Regions from separate parts of the Dromaius novaehollandiae genome. Here region 1 is linked to region 2. Evidence: chromatin contacts called from public Hi-C data. All regions are on one chromosome and are shown on one strand. Each heading gives the region's core, a stretch centred on a gene start, on an enhancer-like site or on the middle of the called end of the contact. The rest is flanking DNA. Distances are from core to core; before and after follow the strand shown.

What was found. A called contact is a pair of places that touch in the nucleus more often than the background predicts.
Region 1: a contact with region 2 is called in a Hi-C map of brain, with 2.5 times the contacts expected there. The contact joins the promoter of TXLNB here to the enhancer-like site in region 2. A contact is called at or near these places in 2 of 4 Hi-C or Micro-C datasets (brain and ovary).

Annotation. Positions count from the first base shown.
Region 1 is chr3:65,571,451-65,578,643 of bDroNov1.hap1, forward strand. It overlaps TXLNB (taxilin beta), which reads right to left and starts at 3,332. Exons shown (of 10, transcript XM_026120215.2): 1 at 3,218-3,332.
Region 2 is chr3:65,392,005-65,399,100 of bDroNov1.hap1, forward strand. REPS1 (RALBP1 associated Eps domain containing 1) reads right to left here. Exons shown (of 20, transcript XM_026121599.2): 9 at 5,911-6,050; 10 at 1,129-1,209. Among named protein-coding and RNA genes, the nearest start is that of CCDC28A, 45 kb to the left of the region's middle. Within about 2 kb of position 2,662, at least 1 of the 2 cell types and tissues checked has open chromatin away from gene starts, as enhancers often do.

The sequences.
Region 1 (7,193 bases), core at 2,082-4,581, 180 kb after region 2:
AAATTTTCCTGCTAAGTGAATCACTAAGTCTGCACCTACAAACACAAAATACAGCAGTCTCTAAATCAGTGATGAATATTGATTCATATATCAACTGTGTCTCAGTAATAAATGAAACATGCTGGTGAATTAAAGAGGAACTAGGTGTTTTGAATCAAGGACACAAGTTGTCTGAAAGTTGGCCTATGAGGAAATATTCTCTAGTATAATCTATATCATTCCCGACTGGAAAGGGATTGTTTATAATCAGTCTCTGAAACCATGGCAATTTACACCTGCTGATGCTTAGGCCAACAGTCTGGAGTGGTAAGTAGAGGTGAGCCACAGAAAATACGCAAAGTGATGAACCTTTAACTCAAGGGTGCTCACAGCTTGGATGTGAAGTATTACACAGACGAGTAAATATTTTAATATTTTACTCTATTCTCTTTTAGTCTATATTTCAATCAGAGATCTGATTACTACTTTCAGTATAAACACGTCTGTTAATGCTTCTGCATCTTATTTTGTGTAACAGCTTTCAAAATGTAAGAGGATTTATATTTATGTAGACAGAGCAGCTATTGTCTGCTGAAAACAACCCACTTACAGCCTTTGATATTGGAAAATTTTACTGCAATTGGCCCCAGTCCTCTCCTTGCTCCAGCCTGTTTAACCTTGACGTATATCAGGAATTCTTTCTTATCAGCCCGTAAAAGACTTACGGTGCTAAACTCAGCAAGCCCCAAAGTGCTTACATTAAATGCTGTCTTAGATACAGTATTGTCTGAAAATTAGGTGACTGAGCACAGCAGGGGAATTCCTTGGTTTCTTGACTTCCAACGGACTGAGAGGAGGATGACCAAGCTCAATTTCGACCGTCTGCCTCTAGACTTCTGTGACTCCTGCTACTCTTGTCTCCAGGCTTCTAAATGTCCAACAGGGCCTTAGTCTATTTTATGCAGTGAGGCGGGGGAATGACCAGTTAGCTGACTGAGCTTGAGTCTTGGATCTTGCCAACTCTTTTCCTACTGTGCTCACAAATCCTGGACCTGTTCAATGGCCGTCAGATCAGTATCTTTCTTGGCCCTGTTTTTTGGATGGAAGCTTGATCCCAGACAGTTCTAGCTGCTGCCTACAGATATTCACTCTAGATGGTTAATAAGGTTTCATTTTCATCAGAAAATAGAGTTAATACTATGACAATGTGTTGTTCCTACATCACCCATGGCATTTTGAGTTTTAGCCCTCTCTGCTTAAGATACAGCTAGACTGAATTTCAAGCCCAGATCCCAGGTGTGTGTTCCACCCTGATTCCCAGCATTATTTTAAAACTCTAAGACTGTCCTGTCACCAACAAAGTTAGAACAAAGCAGGCTATTATGCTGGACTCTAATGTGCAGTGGGGACAGAACCACAAGTCACTGCAGAAAGGTGGTTTGGGAGTTGCTATGAACTGCGTTTCAGCTCTGGCTACCATGGCCCAGAAAAGACCCAGGGCCTGGCTAGAGAAATGTTCGTCCTCTCTTCCACATGCCAGAGGTGGGAAACACCTCTGACAGCAAGAGGGTGCTACTGCCTCCCCATGATGGGCCAGTGCTGGCTTGGGGAGAGCAGCCTCTCCATTCACCTCCTATCACTGTTAAAATACTTAGCTTAAACCAGGAGAGCAGTGGAGCACCTTGGGACACAGGCAAGCTCCAGTCTCTGATGGGAAGTTGCAGACACGCCTCTGAGGGTGATGCCTGTCTGCAGGAGCATGCCTGGCCATGTCTGCCATCTCGCAGTCAGACTGATGCTTGGGGACAACAGCAGTGAGCAGATCTGCCCACGGGGTCAGAAGACACCAAAATGGGCTAAGCACATGGTGTAGCCAGAGCTGCAGTCAGAGGCAAGAGAAGAGGCTAAGTAGGGTCTGGTAACATATTGAGTTTGTTTGGCTCTGACCATATCCCTTAACATTTCACATTAATGGCACATTTTGCATTCACTGTGCTTTGAAGTCAGCCAGTACTTCTAAAGTAAAAGGTCAGTCAGCAAGAGCCAGAGCCTGATTTAGCAGAGCTGCAACAGCCATTCCTCTGCTGCTGGAAAAAGTCACGCATGCAGTGCACCGTGTCAGCCAGCCTCTTGCACTGCAAGAGTGGACACTGCTGCCGTCACAGGAGACACTGTCCTAGCACAAACAGAACACAAAATAAGTGTTCTCTTCTTAGCTCAGTTTTGTATATTGTCACAGAGTTTTGTTTATCTTTTTTAAAAAGAAAGCTTCCACTTCCTTCTCACAGGAATTTCTTTATCCTTTCCTTCTTGCAGCTTGAACTTCTAGAGGGTTTACAAACTTGTCTATATTTAGTTCTTGCCTCCCCGTGTATCCAGCAGAAGGACACATGGCACCTGCTCTGCAGCCAGAAGTTATTTTAAGCACTTCTAAAATGGGTAATGGTATTTAGCACTTTATGCTCAAAATTCATATACACACACACACGCACACACAAATTCTCTAAAACAAAGTGTTCCACATAATTAGACCAGACAGCATATGCTGATAAAATCTAAAGCATTACCTTAACATTACACCAGACCAAACTACAGAAAAACTTCAAAGCAGCAAATATTAAATTCAGGAATGGCCTATACTAGTGTAGCTCCAATTACCCTTCAGAAAAATGCATGTGCCTTGTTACAACCTAGACACTGTCCTATATATTACTTCAGAAAGCATTGATAAAATCAGCTTTATTAATTACATGTCACACTTGAATAGCTTTAGAATTCATGTACAACTTTCTAGTAAAAAAACAAAACAAAACAAAACAAACAAACAAAAAAAAACGAAGACAGATTTGGAGGCTCCATGGCATATTTTCATACAGGCATGGAAATAACCCAGATTCAGAGACTTTCTGATGTCACTTGCCTCATGTCTCATGTGGCTTCTGAGTCTTGACCATTTATTGCTGTAGAAAAACAACCATGGCCCCTATTCTCACATAAAGGCAAGCTCTACCAAAGTCAGCTTAAATGTTTGTAATCACTCTTTAGAGAAGCATTTCTCACTTTCACCAATGGCCTTAGATACTTGCCTGTTTTCTTCATACATGCCACAGGCTACTTAGGCTTTTAAGGCTATTCCTAGAAAACATGGGCTGACAATCCCAAAGGGAAGCACTTAGATTAAAGCCATTGTGCCATGCCAACAAGCAGTGACAGCAAGGAAGCTGTTCATCAGACTTACCAGAGCAAGGAGAAGAGCTGAGTGGAGAAAAAAAGTCAGGCAGAAAGCTCAGACAAGGGCACAACAGCAACAGGACACTTGTACTATAATCCGGCTGCCGAGAGAAGAGGGACAGGAAAACCAAGTGAGGGGGGAAGGACGGGATGACACAGCAGGAGAAAAACACTCTAGAGACTGAATGCTAGCTTTGCAGGGGACTGGCTCTGATAGGCGAGCAGAGAGGCTGCCTGCTAGCTGGCAGTGTGACCCAGCTGTGTTGGCTATTCCCTTCTCTGACAGAGATAGGACAAGTGATTAGAGATTCAGGCCCTTAGAAAGAGAAAATAAAGGAAGGATCCATATGCAGCTGCTCTCATCGAAAGGTATGTCTTAATCCTTCAAGGACCTGATGGACTGTGCTGTGTGAAATCTGTCTGTATGGACCATGGACTGGTCAAACTCTTAATTCTTATGTCTGCACCAGAGACTGGGATGGCTTTCCATAATGTGAGCTCTCAGCTGTGACTGCTCTTTGCAACCTGGATTTGGGCTGGATTTATTATGAACCAGACTGATCTCTGATCATAGACTCGCAGGATAATTCAGGCTGGAAGGGACCACAGGAGGCCTCTAGTCCAACCTCTTGCTCAAAGCAGGGTCAGGTATGAGCTCAGTCCAGATTGCTCAGGACTTGGCTTTAGTCTTCAAAACCTCCAGGGACAGAGACTGCATAACCTCTCTGGGCAATCTGTTTTCCTGCCTGCCTGTCCTCAGGGTGAAAAAGTTTCTCATTATAGCTAGTCTGAACCTCTCTTGCTTCACCTTATGCTCGTTACCTTTTGTCCTCCCACCTTGCACCATTATGGAGAGCCTGGCTCTGTCTTCTCGATAATCTCCTCATAGGTACTGGGGAGTTACTATTAGGTGTCCCTGAAACCATTTCTTCTCCTAGCTGAACACTTCCCTCAGCCTCTCCTCATGGGGAAAGTGCCCCAGTCTACGGCCACCATGGTGTCCCTCGATTGAATGTACCAGCTTCTGCCATTGAGCAACAGTGCTAAAGAGATGGCTGGCATAGTTGTCCCTCTGAATCCTGTAGCCCTCAAATAAATGTTCTCATTGCTGCCAAGGTAACCTGTCTGACCTACTTTCTGCATATTACTGTGCCAGCTTACATTGTCCAGAAGTTGTCTGTATAAACAGCAGAGCACTCACCAGGGAGTTCAGTTGCATGCTGTTTCTCAGGGACCAGCATCTTCCACTTCTGTGTCCCACTACTCATGAAGCATCTTGAGATGTCAGAAGGCCTAAGGACCCTCTGCGATGCATTCTCCAGAGAGAAGTGCAGGTCAGTTTAATGTGCGAATATGCAAACAAGTGAGAAGCAATAGGCAGGTGCTGGAACTGGTGGCCAGTGAAGAAATGGGACTTTGGCTACAAAAAAAAATAGTAAGGCTCAGAACAGCAGTAGGAGGAAAAACACGTGTATGCTACAATGACTTGGAGTATGCCCTCAAGCTCACCAGCGTTGCACGGCACTAGAGGATTCAGAAACGCTTTGCAGCTGATTTATGAGGGATATAAGAGGAAACAGTGCTGGATAGCTCAGCATCAAGGACTACTGGCTCAAGAAATATTCCATATTACCAGCATCCCAGGCTTTCCCTGGAGAGAACTAAAGGTCCTGCAATATTTGTGGAGATAGTGTATGAGTGGAGGAAAAAACACACACAGAAAGACTTGGGGTGGTTTCTCATTAATAATTTGCAATTTCTAGTAATTTGTCTACTTGGAAAAGGCAGCTCATATTATCTGGGGATGCATGAGCATCAGGGCTTAAGGAAAAATCAATTCTTCATATCTTCTTTGGACACTCGTGGTGGTTCAGTAGTGCTCCTGAAGAAGTCATAGATTTAAGAATAATGAAGGGAGCTTACAAGGTTGGAAACTTCTGCTGAGAATCTTTTGGAAGGGGTTAGAAACTGGCTGGACATGTTTTGAGAGAAGATAAAACTCTGAGGTTGTCTGTGATATGGCAGAGTGAGTGAACAAAATACAACAGAAGATAAGAGTATTTGTATAGGCTCCTTGTGCTTCTTCTGTTTTGACTGGAGAATTCTCTTGTTCTTGTCACTTGTTGATCTTTCTTTTGAAATAAAATCAGCTCCAGGGTTTCTGGGATCAAAATCACAACTGATCTATCAAGGAGCTGAGCAACAGCTAAGCTGCAGTAAATAACTGAAGGATATTCTCACTCCTTGGCAAACATGAGGTAAGACACGTTCAGCTTCACCCTCTTTCACTGTGGTTGAAGCTTACATGCGTTAGCTCATCTTTGCAACAGGCTAACAGCATCCATGCAGACCGTTAGCACAGCTCAAATGACATGCAGTGGTACACTGGGTGGTAATAACTTGCACATATGTTTGGGACATCAAAGGGTACTGAAAACAGGAAATTAATTGGGGTCATTGTTAGAAAAATCAGCCACAGGAAATCCAGAGCTTCATGTTCTGAATAGTTCCCAAAAATGCAAGTACAGAAAACAATTTCTGATACAGTCAGGAAAGAGAAAAGGCCAGATAAAATCAGTGTTCCTGATTACGTAGGTAGTATATATGTGTAGCTAAAGAAAATTAAGTGGGATCTGCTGGATTTTGGCCAAGAGAAACCTGTAAATTGAAACAACCACCTAAATAATGGGATAGGAAACTGAGACTGAGAAATTTAGAGTGTGTGTTGAAACCATTATACAGTCAATTTATATACTGAAAACACTGGACATTCTGAATCTGCATGCTGGGATGGTTACACCTGATGAGCTGAGGCTAAACCTGAGGAGTGAGCGTACTGAAAATGCTGACTGTGAAACCTGCATTGCTGTTGAAGTTTCTGTTTTTGGAATGCTTTGGGCATTTCATGTCCCTGTTTAGGGGAGGAGAAAGAAAAGCTTTCTCTAATCCTCAAGAAAGAGAAGAAATGTAACTTCCCCACATCAAAGCTAGACCCACTACTTCAGAGTTTCCTGCTACCAGGTGGAATTTCTTTTCCAATTGGGTTCTATGAGCTGGATTACAGATCCATAACCATATACTATCTTCCTTGCTTAGTCGATGGCAACGTTACATAGGAATTTCTTGTCTTCTAGCCTGTTTCTGGATTACACATGGATAAAAGAAACCTAAATCTATTGAAGAAACAGGCTTCCAGGGGGAAAAAAAATCATTTTACCAGTAATTTTCTACTTATATTTATCATTTGCTCTATGTGATATTCAATGCATTCAGCCTTACCAAGTGGAAGGACAAGTTCCTCATGAAGTCATTTCTATTCAAGCTTTTGGTTTCTCTTCTTGTCTTTTTTGGATGTATCTTCTCCTTTCTTCCCCCAGGCCATCTCCCTCAACTGCAACATTCAGCTCCCACCTGCTGATGCTCCCCCACACCCACCCCATTACTAATGTCATTGGCACAGAAACTATTATTTGTGGAGGTTTTGTGTATTCTTTTTTTGTGTCATGGGAAGGTTTAGGTGAAAGACCTACAAGCTCAAGTTTACAGTCTCCCTCTCAGATGCTCAAGGGCTTAAAAATATGCAAATTCTGTCTGCAGGCAATACTGCATTGGTTAAAGTCAATTAAAAAGCCTTTGACCTTTTTTTTTTTTCACCATGAGCAAATATAAGTCTTCATTTCTTTTTCCTCCTAAATGAAGGCTCAATTTCTGCAGAAACACTAATATCCCTTGGAAGCCACACAGACTACTTTGGCCTGCTTTCCAGTCTCTTTATAGCAGGTGAAGAGCCTGTGGAGAGTCTCCTGTCTCATGCATCGTACAGAATAGAGCAGCCTGCACCCCTCAGAAGGCAACTGTAGATGCTCTGCTCCAGAAGACCATGTCTGCAGGCAATACTGCATTGGTTAAAGTCAATTAAAAAGCCTTTGACTTTTTTTTTCCACCAGGAGCAATTACAAGTCTTCATTTCTTTTTCCTCCTAA
Region 2 (7,096 bases), core at 1,412-3,911:
CTACTTACTATTAAGCAATTGTATACAATAACAAACACAACCAGGAACTGATTTCAGATGTGTACACTTCTTTACAATAGACTTCAGTTTAACTGTAATATAGTTACAAAGTCTTAGAGATGAAAAAGAATTGGATTTTAAGTACGACATTTTAATTTGCTTTGAATATATTTAATAAGGGCAATTCTAGGGGTTAGAAACAGTGCAGTCTCAATTCTATCTTCCAGCATCTAGAAACATTATTTCTAATAAACAGCAGTGTTAATTCCAAGAATACAAGCCACCTATATACATATACATATTTTTACACAAGTGACCTGTTTAATATTAGAAGCAGTGAAATGTATATTATGTGTATCTACTATGTTCTGTGATACAAACAGGTTAAAATGAACACAGTGATAATTAAATCTGTGAGAAAAGCAGGATGAAAGCACCTAAATACTGAAGTAATTTTAAGGCACTTCAGAACTGCTTCAGTGTCACATGCTATAAAGTTTAAAACCAGCAGAACTTAAAGCACTATAGTAAAGTTCTGGCTCCAAAGCTTGGCAAAATATCTAACTGCATAATCATTCAGAGCACTCCTCACTAAAGCGTTAAAACAGCAAAGGATTTAGCTGGAGAAATACTAAAAGCTCTACCAATAAGTAACATGGTAAAAACATTACGAGTATGAAATACCACACCCATTCAAGTCTGACAGTTTTTTCCCCTTAGATTGGCACTGTCAGCTCTAAGATTTTGTACAAAGCAAGTTCTGCAATTAGAAAAGACACTGAAGACAAAATTTGAAGAGCAACCGATTTATTACTGGGAGCGGCCCTTGAGTTATCTCATGAATATTTTCAGAAAACCCTTATATTTAAATACTTTGCATAATACAGGTTTGCAAGCAGTGTTGTATTGCATCAAAATCAAGAAAAAAAACATTTTTTGCACTTCGATATTAAAAGTGAGTAGTACCAGAAAACTTCTATTCCTAACATAAGCAAAAAAAATTAATAAGCCTGCCACCATTCCCATAAAAGCAGTCCATGGAATCATGCATAACAGCTAAATACAATGTACGGAAATTTGGTGTTAATAAAATTAATTTCAAACAAGCAAGCTAAGTGATTGACTTACAGGATCAGCTGGTGCAATGTTAGAATCAAATTGGGTCAGAGTTTGTGAGCTTGAAGAGCGTTCGCTAAATGTCTCCCACTGCTGAACAGACAGAGGAGAGAAGTCAGCATGATGAGAAAGATGGGAGTAAAAGATCACTGAGGAGATTTAGCATAGTAGTTCAGAGGTTGCACTGGAAAGTACTAAATTCACACTGGACAGTATTTAACTTGGAAGCCACGCTAATATACCCTGAATCTTTTATTTCCATCTGAGATTGCTGTGCAAGCAAGTGTATTACCTGCCAACATCAATTATCTATATTCACTTTTCATAATGAAGATACAGGCACACAGTCAGTTCAGAAGTATTCTAAGAGTTTGTGTTTTTCAATGTAAATCACACAAGTTAAAAAAAAAGCTGCTTAAGCCACTGAAATATAGTAAAGATACAATCAGTGCCATATGTTGTGGGTGTTCATAATTACAAATCCCACAAACATTCCTCAGTTTTGTAGTTGCCAATTTTCAAATGTATTTAGCAAATATGATTTCTCTTCAAAATCTCAGACAAAAATGAACACTGAGCAGAGTACGCTAATTAAATCAGTTCATCTTGCCAGTGCAACCCCTGAGAAATGATTCTATTCTGTAAGTTTTTTTTAAACAAGCCTAAATTGCTGACAACGCACAGAATTAAATTCAAATACTGTTGATTGCTAAGAGCAAATAAGTCAATTTCTGAACAGTTTTACAAGATATAGGCATGCTGTATCAATACATAACTGTCAGAGTCCTCATGCTTAATAAGTCAAGCTACAGCTACAGTCAAATCAATGAAGTACCAAAGTACATATAATGAATCTGTGATCCAGAAACAAGATTACAAATCACACAAGGAATGCTAAACCTATTACATCTTAGTAAAATAATGAGTAAATATTAGTCAAGTTTGAAACAGTACAGCAAAAATTACAGACACAAGATTTTTAGTGCTCAGAAAATTTGACAAAAATGATGTTAGTATAGCTATGAAAACAATGAATATTCTTGTCCCACCTTTACAAGGCAAATAACTATAAATGTTTCCAGAATACACAGGATGAGCTATACAGTTGTTAGCCAACCTAATCTCATGCACTCCTTTATACCATACTATATTCAGTGAATAGCCTGTATATGAAACCAGTTTAGAACAGTTATTCCAGAAATAGTTCTTTTTATGGAAACTTCTAAGTAACTGTTTTCAATCAGCTGAAATTAATCACAAAAATTCAGAAAAAGACCCACAAAGTTAAGTGCCTTCATGTATGGAGATTTTGCTTGTATAGACAGGGCCTCATCTCCTCATTTCAGAATTTCATTTAAGGCATAAATCATGGGACATTATTCAGCTGCTGTTTTTACACAAAATTATCCCTTTGTCAGACTCTAATAAAGCCTTAATAACAACGATGTAAGCTTTCTCTCACTAAATACTCTCTCCTACCCCCTGTATTAATCCTTAACTCATCTCTGTGCTTCCCCTCTCCTCCTGGTCAAGAAGGGGCAGCATAGCACTGCAAGTAATTTGGAGCTATATAAACATGTTGAGTGAGCCAATTTTGATTAAGTCAGAAACTTAACAGCTGAGTTCTGCTAGCCTTTTCCTTGGCCTGGCCTCTTGCCTTCACATAGCTGCTCATTTTCATGAGACTTGCAGTAGCATCTATTTTAGGACTACCACTACCTTTTAAATGCAACTTGGTCTATGGCTTCAAAGTTACTGATGAGACTGGCAAACAGTTTGATGACAGAAATCTTGCTCCTTTATAGAAGATAAGTTTTAAAAAAGTAAGACATACAGTATCTACGTTACACCAAAATCAGTGCCAAATCTTGTTTAAGGTGGATGTCAGAAATGCTGGTGTATGTTTTTTTTTAAACCTAACTAAGGTTGTAGTATGCTGAATGTACTTTTTATTCTACTTCTCTGAAGACATACTGCAGGATATTCATTAACCGGCCTCAGGTTCCCTAGCTGGGCACAGATAAATCTTTTAGAACACCTTCTGGCTGCTCAGGGGAACAAGCCATTTGTGCTCCTTTCTGAAATATTACCAAACGCTAGTCACTGCTAATTCCCTGGTTAACAGAGAAACACATATATTAAGTATCTACTGGACTGCATCTCAAACTCTGTGTATGGCTTAAGAGAGAAGTTGACCATACCTGTTTAGTTCCAAGATTAAAACTTCCACTAACTAAAATATCTGTCTTCCAGACTTTCAAAAGTCTTTCAGAAAAACCTTTTGAAAGGTTAACTACTAGCAACTAAAACCCACAACAACCTGAACTGTTACTACAAGGTCTAACATTTGAAACAAGGTCATAAGCTGTGAACTCAAAACCAACTCTCCATATCTGTATCAAAGCTAATACGATCATATCATGCTAGACAGTTTTCAAAGAAATTTAGAAGTCTTTTCAATTTTTTACATTATCAGAACTAAGTGCTCAGACTTGAGACTGGATGACATAGGTGTCTAAAATGAGAAAGAAGCGATGAGTGAAAACATGAGAATGTATGCCTGACATGTACGCAGGAGATCAGTATCAAGAGTAAGGTGGACTTTTCATGGTGCTCTTTCTTTTGAGATTTGAAGCTGATGCTTTGGTCCATACTCATGAGTTTACATTGAGCCTGGCAATTAGAGTCTAAAAATCAACTATGAGCTAGAATGAACAGAGAAATCAAAGCTTTTGAAACTAACTGGGATGAAAACTGCCTGAAATGACCGTTGACCCAAAGCTGCATAACTTTTTTAAACAACCTCTTTGCAGATGACAGTTAGAAGAGGTTCAAAAGGAAACAATCATACTGGTGCCTGAAGTAATACCAGAAATTCTTTCATGGCATTAACACGTTGTGGACTTTGACCTGACTCATGATGGAAGGAAAAGGATGAGAAGCAAGAAACATGCATAGCAATATAGGCAAAAAAACAGAAGTTCCTTGATGTTAGATGAAAACCTCCTCATGCCTTTCACCAATTTCTTAACACTTAATAAATTTTTAACTCTCATTTTAGTATTAGTGTTTTCTAGTATATTTGGTCTGAGAGCTTTTCCAAACCTTTTAAAGTTTGAACTGATTTTCAGAGAGAAAAATACCACATTGTCAGTTATATAAGGGAGATTTTGGCTTGCAAAACAGTTGCATTAGTGGAGCAAAGTTAAGGACAATTTGCTATTTAATTAGTTTGAGTTGCACTGGTCACTGGAGGAATCCATTCAATTGTGTTTCAGCTTACCAAATGATAAGCTTATTAAACCTTTATTGCAAGTACAGGGGAATACATCAACACAAAATTTAAAAGAGTTACAGACATTTACAACTTCTTAGCAGCAACTGAGTATCTGCTCACCTCCTTCCTAACACATAGCTTCTACCTGCAGTCTAAAAGCCACTCCTAAAACAAACAGCTAAGAATCACTAAATCATATCGTTACTTATTTTATTTAATGATAGCACCATTGTAAGGCTTCCATTTGTCACTAAAAGCCAAAGCAGGCTCTTACAAGTCCTCCCTAAGAGATGAACAAAATCTCATCTGCCCTTGCCTTTTAATCCTAAAAAGTCTGCTTATTTTCGAACTGACTCCTCTTCATTTGTCTAGGTTTCCTACTACCAACATTCTATTCACTTGAAGGCTAAAGAAGAAAAAAAGGCACAAAAAGTTCCTTTAGTACCCAAGACAGACAGTTCTACCTATAGGTAAATATTATCTTAGCTGTTAAAAGAAGTTTTAGACTCTTCTTGAGCATCTCAGACTATTAAATGAAAAGACTTTTCAACAAATACTTTCAGTACTTTTCTCATTTTCTTATAATGAAAAACAAGCCTACATCTTTATAGTATGGGGGCATCCAGGAGTACCAGGTGTAGCCCATGGCCTCCAACTTTGACAGTCACTGTACAAACAGTATAATTTTTTCCTTCTCAGTTTACCGTTTAAGTCTCTGAAATAGCTCTTAGAATAAAACACTGGTTTATTCAGAATAAATTGCAAATCCAAAAATCTGTTAAAACAGATCAACAAAAAAAAATCCTAGGATAATGAAACTTTAGCAGATACTTTTAATCAAAGGACACTTGTGAAAGAATCCTCTTGAGTAATTTAGGTTTCAAATTCTGACAAAATACAGGTTTACTATATAAACAATCTTATCCAGATGATAAAATGAATACCAGCAGTACACGATAGCAGAAGTGTAATATTTAAATAAATTTAGCCAATGCTTGGCTTCAGATTCAACGTAGAATCTGTGCTTCTGAAACAGAGCTACAGCTTCTCTACCTTACTAGCAAGATTTTTCACATTTTGAGGTATATTCACCTTCACAGTTAATGGTCTCAATGTCCCTATCTGTCAGAAATCTACCTTGCAGTTTTGCAAAAGTTGTGTCTATAAAAGTTTGAGTAAGAACCCCAAGAAATCAAGAATGGATTAAACCTCCAATAAATATGAAACAAAATGATTTTATGATTCATATAAAACTCAATTACTACTAATGACACAACATTTTAAACAGCAACTCATCTCACCATGGGACAGGAGAACCAAAGTAAACATTACCTTTATTACAATTTAACATATGCAGAACCTTCTTGTTTTTTAAAATGTCTATTGTAGGGCTGAAGTTTTTGTCAATGCGTTCAATCTGTAATCAATATTCCACTTATGATGAATTATGGATGCATACACAATTTAGTTATTGACTTTGGCAATGAAAGAATTCTTAGATAAAAGCATCTGCTAACCTCACTGCTCTGATTCAGTTCTGGCCAGGTCTGGTTTAGGGATGGCATAGATGGTGACTTGCTTGGAGGAGCTTCTGCTGGAGAGCTGGCATAACCTACCTCACCAGTCTGTTCCCCAGCTTCTGAAATGACAGGAATCACTATAAACCAAAATCATGAATTGCATTCAGTCTCATCTCAGAAAAAGCTGCTCGAATCTCACAGAAAGTGCAAGTACCTTTTGGTTTTGACCTTTCCAAGTAAATATTTAGCAGCAGACTAAACACACTCATTCAAGTCAAATGTGCTATTTTTAAGGCACTGCCCTCATTTTGAGGATCTTCCTGAAAAGCAGACTTTGAAGATTATTCTGTGTCACACTATCTCCCTTTGCTAGGGGTTTTAAGTAGCATGAACACTGACTACATGTAGAAATAAATATGATTTATACTTACATTACGAGCAATTAACTTCACACTCATGTTTATTACCTCAAATTCAGAACCACTGAGCAGTTTTATCTTACAGAATAAAGCACTCCCTTGTATGAAAGGTTAACGCAACAATAATATATCAAGGTAAACACAAAACAAAAATAAAAAAACAGGGGTGAAGCAAACTACTAGTTCACTTAAAAGATTATTCTCCAAAGAATATTTTGTGTTTTAAGGCTTCCTACTAAAACGCTGGTGTTTAAATTCACTGCCTTCTGCAAACTGAACCAGTCTAGCAGCTACCACATTTTAAATTACTGTAATTCTAGTTTTTCCCCAGGTTTCCAACAACTACAATCCTTTGAAGAAACCCTTTCTTCAAAGTTATACAAATTTTCACAAAGCTGCACACTTTTGTTCTGTCCAAATTATAATAAAATGGGGTAAATGAAACGTGAACAGTAGATTAAGTGTTCTGCATAACTCAGTGAAATCCTGCTTAGAGTGTCTAATTTGTTAGATTTAATAATGCAGATGAAAGCAATGCCATAAAAGCTTCAAAAAAGCAGAAGTTCACATTACAACTGTACAATTTAAGTAAGAGGGACAGTTAAGAGTGTGACTGGTAAGCAGCTAGACAGACTAATGGAATGTTTGCAGTCCAAAGAATTAAACTCTGAACAAGGCAAAATACTGTACAAGAAGAAAGAGCTTAACTGAAGTTATCCACTTAAAAAGAATTGTTTTTTTATGTTTTTTAATAATCAGATACA